Linked DNA regions of Oryctolagus cuniculus: region 2 is linked to region 1. The links are chromatin contacts, called in public Hi-C maps. All regions are on one chromosome and are shown on one strand. The core of a region is the stretch at or near the end of the contact, and the rest is flanking DNA. Distances in the headings are between cores, read along the strand shown.

Region 1 (2,882 bases), core at 197-2,696:
TGTAGAAGAATTGTTTAGAATTTCAAAATTCATTTTTTTTCCTTTCTACTAGAGAGATGCTGTTCCAAGTGTTTAATAGATGTTTGCTCTTGCCAAAGACACAAGGGCATGTACTTATCTGTGATCAGAAGAGAGCCAGCGACTTGTGTACCCTTGGACGCTCATAAGATCTCCAAGAATTCAGCTCTGGCCAGGGCTAGCTTGGGAATTGGTGTGGTCCAGACATCTGAGAGCCACCTGGTATGACATTTGTCCTTACTTCAGGAAGAGTCAAAGCTTGGTGCAGCAGACCTAAGAACCCTGCACTGGAAGACTTAAGAACGGGGGTGGAACCTTTCAGGAAACCATCACTGGCTGTGTTCTTTCTGCTTGGGAGGCCTGTGTCCTGGGGCGTGAGCCTGGCTGTGATGGTAAATTCCTAGAAATTCCGAAGCCTTGGGAGGGCGAAGAGCCTTTTCTTAAGGGGAAAATGGAAATCTGGGGAAAGCTGTAATATTTTGAACACTCTGTTTATTTCTCTCTAGATTCATTTTGTTATTTTAAGCACACCAAAATGTTACTTAGTTTGCTCCTATAATTAGTTCTGTTTATTTGGAGATTTGAGAGCCTAAGGGGAAATGGAGAGAAGTTTCTCAGGACTTTTTCCAGGAATCTCTAAGCCACTGGTGGCCCTGCCTCAGAGGACAGGGAGAAATGGAGAAGCGCTGTCACAAAGTTTAGCTCCTTCCTTTGCACTGAGGAGTGTTCAACTGATACTTACATCTAGGAACTAACTCAAATGACCAGATCTGGGCCGTAAAGAAATATTTTGGAGCATAGGGATTGATGACAACCTAATTTATAAGTAAGCTGCCTAATGTTCTAATCGCTTGAGTATGTGCTTTAGGACTCTGTGATGTGACTCATCCCTCTCTTGTTTAACCTTGTGAGGAGAAAAATATCATTGCCCTTCCTTCTGCTTTCTGGTCCACGTAAGCCTTGTATTTAGGTTTTGTGATTTTAGGCTTCTCTCAAAAAGGAGAATGAAGATAGCTAAAGCCAAAAACAGCCAGCTTTTCCCTTTGGCCAGACTTTGCTGGCGTCACGGAGTGCTCAAGGGCGATTCCCTAACAGTTCACAGGCTTCTGAATGGAGCCTTGGCCTCCGGATGCCAGCATTGAGATGGCTGTGGGGCTTCTGCTTGGGTGTGGTCCTGAGTGCATGGTCAGAGACAGTTTACAGTGCTTGTTTTTCATTTCCCCACATTGCAAGATCTCTACACACAATTGAACATGATATAGTCATGAAAAGAAAGGACCATGTCTTCAGACACTGATTTTTAGTAGTGGGATTCGGTGTGACTTGGTGTCTGTGAGACAGAACAAGACGAAGAGAGAAGAGCTAATGCTCTCTGGTGGAACACGAGACCCCAGTTCTGACGGCTCTCCTTTCCACCTTTTCCTGTCCCTTGTCAGGAACTGGGCTGGGTCAAGGTTAGGAGTGGGTGGAGCTCACTCCTTCCCCCAGGAGAGAGGAACAAACTTGCTGGTCCAAATTGCAACAGAAAAGTGGGGGAAAGTTTCAGAACATTGAACTTGCGGTTACAGACACAAAAGAGGAATAGAAAAAAGCCAGGACTTGATTACTGGGAGAAAGTAAGACTAAGCCATCAGTTCAGGAGGCAGAGCCTCTGGGCATTCCCTGGGCAGGTCTCCCAAGAGTGGCCTTTGGGACCATTTCACTCCTTTCTGGAGGCCCTGAAGAGCCTTAATCAGGGAATTACAGTAGTTAGGGAGGAAAGGCAGCAAAGAATCCTCTTGAAAGGTGGAAGGAGGCCTGTCTAAAAGGTAGTGGGGTAAACTCAAGGTTGACTGTTGATGGAGGGGGACAGGGGAGAGTGAAAAGGTTGTAGAGTGGATAAACCCATTGAAAATGTATATTTTCTGGGTACTTGTGTTCCTCATGGCCCAGAAGATTGCTTGAAGTACATCCAGAGAGGCGGCTTTGGCTGTGGGGAAGCGTTCCTCTGTGCTGTCTGCCCCATCTGGCTTGGGTCGCTACAGCAGTATTGTCACGGCTGTAACAGAGCCCAGGCTCAGCAAGGACGGGGGACTGTGCTCTTGTCCATCATGGTACGAGGTGCTTGCTGCACAGAAGGGGCTTACTGAGTGAATTCTACCTTTGGGTGGGGAAGATATTAGAAAGAGGGGAGTCGGAAGGCGGGGCTTGGCACTTTGATGGCAGTGCAGCTCAAAGGCCTTTGAAGTTAGAACCCCTAAGCAGTAGGAGACAGCCCAGGACCAGGCGTCCCGTGCACACTGTTTGTTGTCTTTTAGGCAGTTGTTGTCGGTTTTGTTTAAAAAAAAAAAAAAAAAAAGGAAGATTTTCTACTCCACACCGCTTTCCTTGGTATTTCCCAGAAAGTTTTAGAATTCAGTACTCTGTCAGTACTTTCCCCAAGTCTTTGCAGGAAGCCCAGGGATTGTCTGAAAGTTAGAAGAAACAAGGCATAAAAGTCTTCTGCGGGACTACTAAATCCAGAAAGCCGCCTGCCCTGGCGGGGGTTGGCTGTGCTGCAGGGCTGAGGAGTCTGGGCACAGGCCCAGTCCCAGTCACGAACTTCATGGAAGGAGTGTCATCAGCCTTGTCTCATTCGTCCCTCCTGGTGGGTCTGGCCCTCTTTCTCTGCCAGTCCCACGTCATTCTCCTTGTCTGTGGTAGCTGGAGAGGGAGCTCAGATCCTACATTCCTGTCCAAGCTCTCCTCCAAGGAGATCTCCAGTTAGAATATGTGCTTGGCCTCCCACATTCCACATCAGAGGGCCTAGGTTCAAACCCTGGCTGTGCTTCCAGTTCCACTCCTGTTAATGTGCACCCTGGGAGACAGCAGGTGGTGAATCAAGT
Region 2 (2,882 bases), core at 239-2,738, 50 kb before region 1:
GGGAAAGAGGTCCACCGCGTCCATCTACTCCCCAGGAAGTTTGAAAAATGCCCTGGAAAATGAACTGCCCCCCCCCCCCCCCCCCCCGCTGGAAATCTGGTCAAGCCACGTGCTGGGATGCCCTGCAGTGACGGACGGGGCAAAACCGTGGAAAGACGCTGTGTACGCCGGAGAACAGGAGGCGGGACTTCACAGCCATTCGGCCCCTGTTCCCTGTGGTACAGTAATGTCATCCGTGGGGGAAGTGCGAGGAAGGGCAACGCAACGGGACGCCAGCAGCAGTCGTGCGGAGGCTGCGAGGCTCTCCGGCTCCTAGGCGGCATGTCCCCAGCTCCCTCTGCCAAGAATCCTGGCGGTCCTTTCTGATGGTTGCTCCGCCGTCCGTGCATGGCAGGGGCGTTAACGGGGAGAGACGCCAGTCGCCCAGCACAGCGCTACTACGGGTGGAGGGTCGCCGGCCCGGCGCCGCGGCCTCACAGGAGCCCAGCCAAGGCTCCGGTCCCCGCCCCGGGGCGGGCACGCCCCCAGTGACGAGGCGCGGCGACGGCGGCGGCGGCGGCGCCCTCACAGGTCCCGCGGACCCAACGCGGCCTGCGGACGTGGAAGCCCCGGCCGCGCCGCCCCGCACAGCCCGGCGGCCTCGCGCGACGTCGCGCGCCCCACGGCCACGCCCCCCGTGACGCAGCGCCCGGGGGCGGGAACCGCGGCGGCCCCGCCCCGCGCCTCCTGCGATTGGCCGCCGCGCTGTCACCACGTCGCGGGAAGCTGGCAGGGTGTGTGTCCGTGTGTGTGGGGTTTGCTTTGTCATTCGTACCCCCGCCGCGCGCTGACGCGGCCGAGCTGGCCGAGCGCTCCGGCGTGCGCAGCGAGGGCCCCGGCGCCGCTCCCGGGACGCTCCCTTACATAATGACGCAACGGGCTGAAGCACATGTCAGCGCAGAAACCCCACACGCCGCACGCCCGGGCTTCAGGATCCCATTGCTGGGCGAGAGCCCACTCTGCCCTTCGGCGCGGCGTGCTCTGAAATGGATTCTAACACAGTGACACACGCAACCCCAAAACCCTGAAGCGTATCTTCGCAACAACGCATAATATAGGATGTTATATTTATAGGGCCTATTTATAAGCCTCTATTTAACTCTTTTCTGATAGGCCCTTCAGCGGGTCCAGACACCATAACGATTGGCGCATTCTTCCGTCCTTCAAGGAGGCGGGTTCTAGAGTCCGTTTTGCTCCAGTGGGCCCTCGGATTGGCCATCGGCAGCCTACCGGCGTCTTCGATTGGTCCCGCGGGCCGTCCGTCGGGGCCGAGGAGGCGGGGCAGAAGGCTGGCTGGTGCTGGGCGGGCGGGCCCCGGAATTGTCATTTCTTTGTTTCCGAAGGCGGAGGAGGCTCTGAGCCCCCCCTCCTCGTGCCACCCCCTCCCCCCGGGTGCTGGCTCCATGTCTGTGTGACCGGCCCCAGGGGTAGAGTCCAGGCCCGACGCGGGGCGGGCCGGCGGCGGCGGCGGCGGCGGCGGCTGAGGCGAGAGGCGGCGGCGGCGGCGAGGGCGGCGCGGGCACCGGCCCCCCAGCGGGAGGATGAAGCGGCGGAACGCCGACTGCAGTAAGCTCCGCCGCCCCCTAAAGCGGAACCGGATCACCGAGGGCATCTACGGCAGGTGAGCGGCGGCGCCCCCTCCGCCGGGCGCGGGCCCCGCGTCCCCCGCCGCTCCGGAGGGGCCCCGGCCCCGTTATGTAACCCCGACTAGGCCGCACGCCCGCGCCGGGGGCTCTGCTGGCGAGCGCTGCCCCGGGAGCGGCCAGCCGGCCCGCCGGGGGTCCGCCCGGGGGGCGCGGGGCGTGGGGAGGGCGCGGCGGGCGCGGGCCGAGGAGCCGCCGCACCGCCGTTGGGGCGCCCGGGCCCGCCGGGGGGAGGGGCGGCGAGCCCCCTGCCCGCCCGGCGCAGCGCAGCCCCCGGCCCGCGCCGTCGGGCCCGGGGGGCCTCTCCGCGCTGGCCTGAGCCCGGACGCGCGTGGACCCTAGGCACGGGGGGTGCGGAGCTGGCGAAGTTGGGCAGCCCTGGCCCCTCGGCGCCCCTGGGTGGCGGCCACGCCGCCCCTTCTTTCGCCTTCTGTCTTATGGGACCTCAAACTTGGCACCCGGGGCTGACGCCCCGAAATCCTGCCCTGGGACTCAGTCTCCTGGTGAACAGTATTTTGACCATTCCGAGCAGATAGTCCCCTCGAACGGTTTCCGAGAGCTTTTCTCCAAAGTCTTTTTTTCCCCCGTCTCTTCTCCAAAAGGAAAGCAGTGTCCCTTTAAATAGAAATTGCACTCGGTCCTCCGAGGAGGACAACAGGTTCATGGGGCAGCGCAGGGACGTCGGTGGCTTCCCCAAGCCGACTTGGTGCGCGGCTGCTAATTTCTGGTCTGCTCACGGTGCGCGCTCTGAATGGGACGTGCCTGGCTGAGGAGGCGACTTCGGGGGAGAGGTGATGGGTGTGCAAAGGGGCCTTCTCGGCGTGGGGACATGCGCTTCGCCGAGTGCTGGGGGTGGGCCGCGGGGGCTCGGAGAAGTGTGTGCGGACGCGGGGGACCCCGGCTCGCCGTAACAGGACTGCCCGGCCCGGGCGTGCTGTTTGTTTACACGCGTGGGGTGTTTGCGCATGTGAACACTGGCGTTTTTCCGTTTTTAACTTTAGGTAAAAGCGTCAAGAAAAAGTGCAAAGGTCTTGGCTGTGCGCTCTGTTAGGGGCTGCAGCTCACGGGAGTCATTCATTCGCTCTGCCCTTGCGCACGCTGTGTGTGTGTCAGGCCCTGTGGTAGCCGCTGAGCAAATGACTGGGGAAAACACTCCAAGATCTGCGCTGAGTTAGCCACACCGATGTTTGCTCAGACCGA

Evidence for each region. A called contact is a pair of places that touch in the nucleus more often than the background predicts.
Region 2: a contact with region 1 is called in a Hi-C map of liver, with 3 times the contacts expected there. The contact joins the promoter of MACO1 here to the enhancer-like site in region 1. A contact is called at or near these places in 2 of 6 Hi-C or Micro-C datasets (ear pinna and liver).

Annotation. Positions count from the first base shown.
Region 1 is chr7:145,884,200-145,887,081 of mOryCun1.1, reverse strand. The region is part of intron 4 of MACO1 (macoilin 1); the gene reads left to right. LOC138850710 (a long non-coding RNA gene) reads left to right here. Exons shown (of 2, transcript XR_011390836.1): 2 at 1-1,594. Among named protein-coding and RNA genes, the nearest start is that of MACO1, 50 kb to the left of the region's middle. Within about 2 kb of position 1,446, at least 3 of the 8 cell types and tissues checked have an H3K27ac peak or open chromatin away from gene starts, as enhancers often do.
Region 2 is chr7:145,934,116-145,936,997 of mOryCun1.1, reverse strand. MACO1 (macoilin 1) reads left to right here and starts at 1,488. Exons shown (of 9, transcript XM_070079065.1): 1 at 1,488-1,660. The coding sequence starts at 1,581.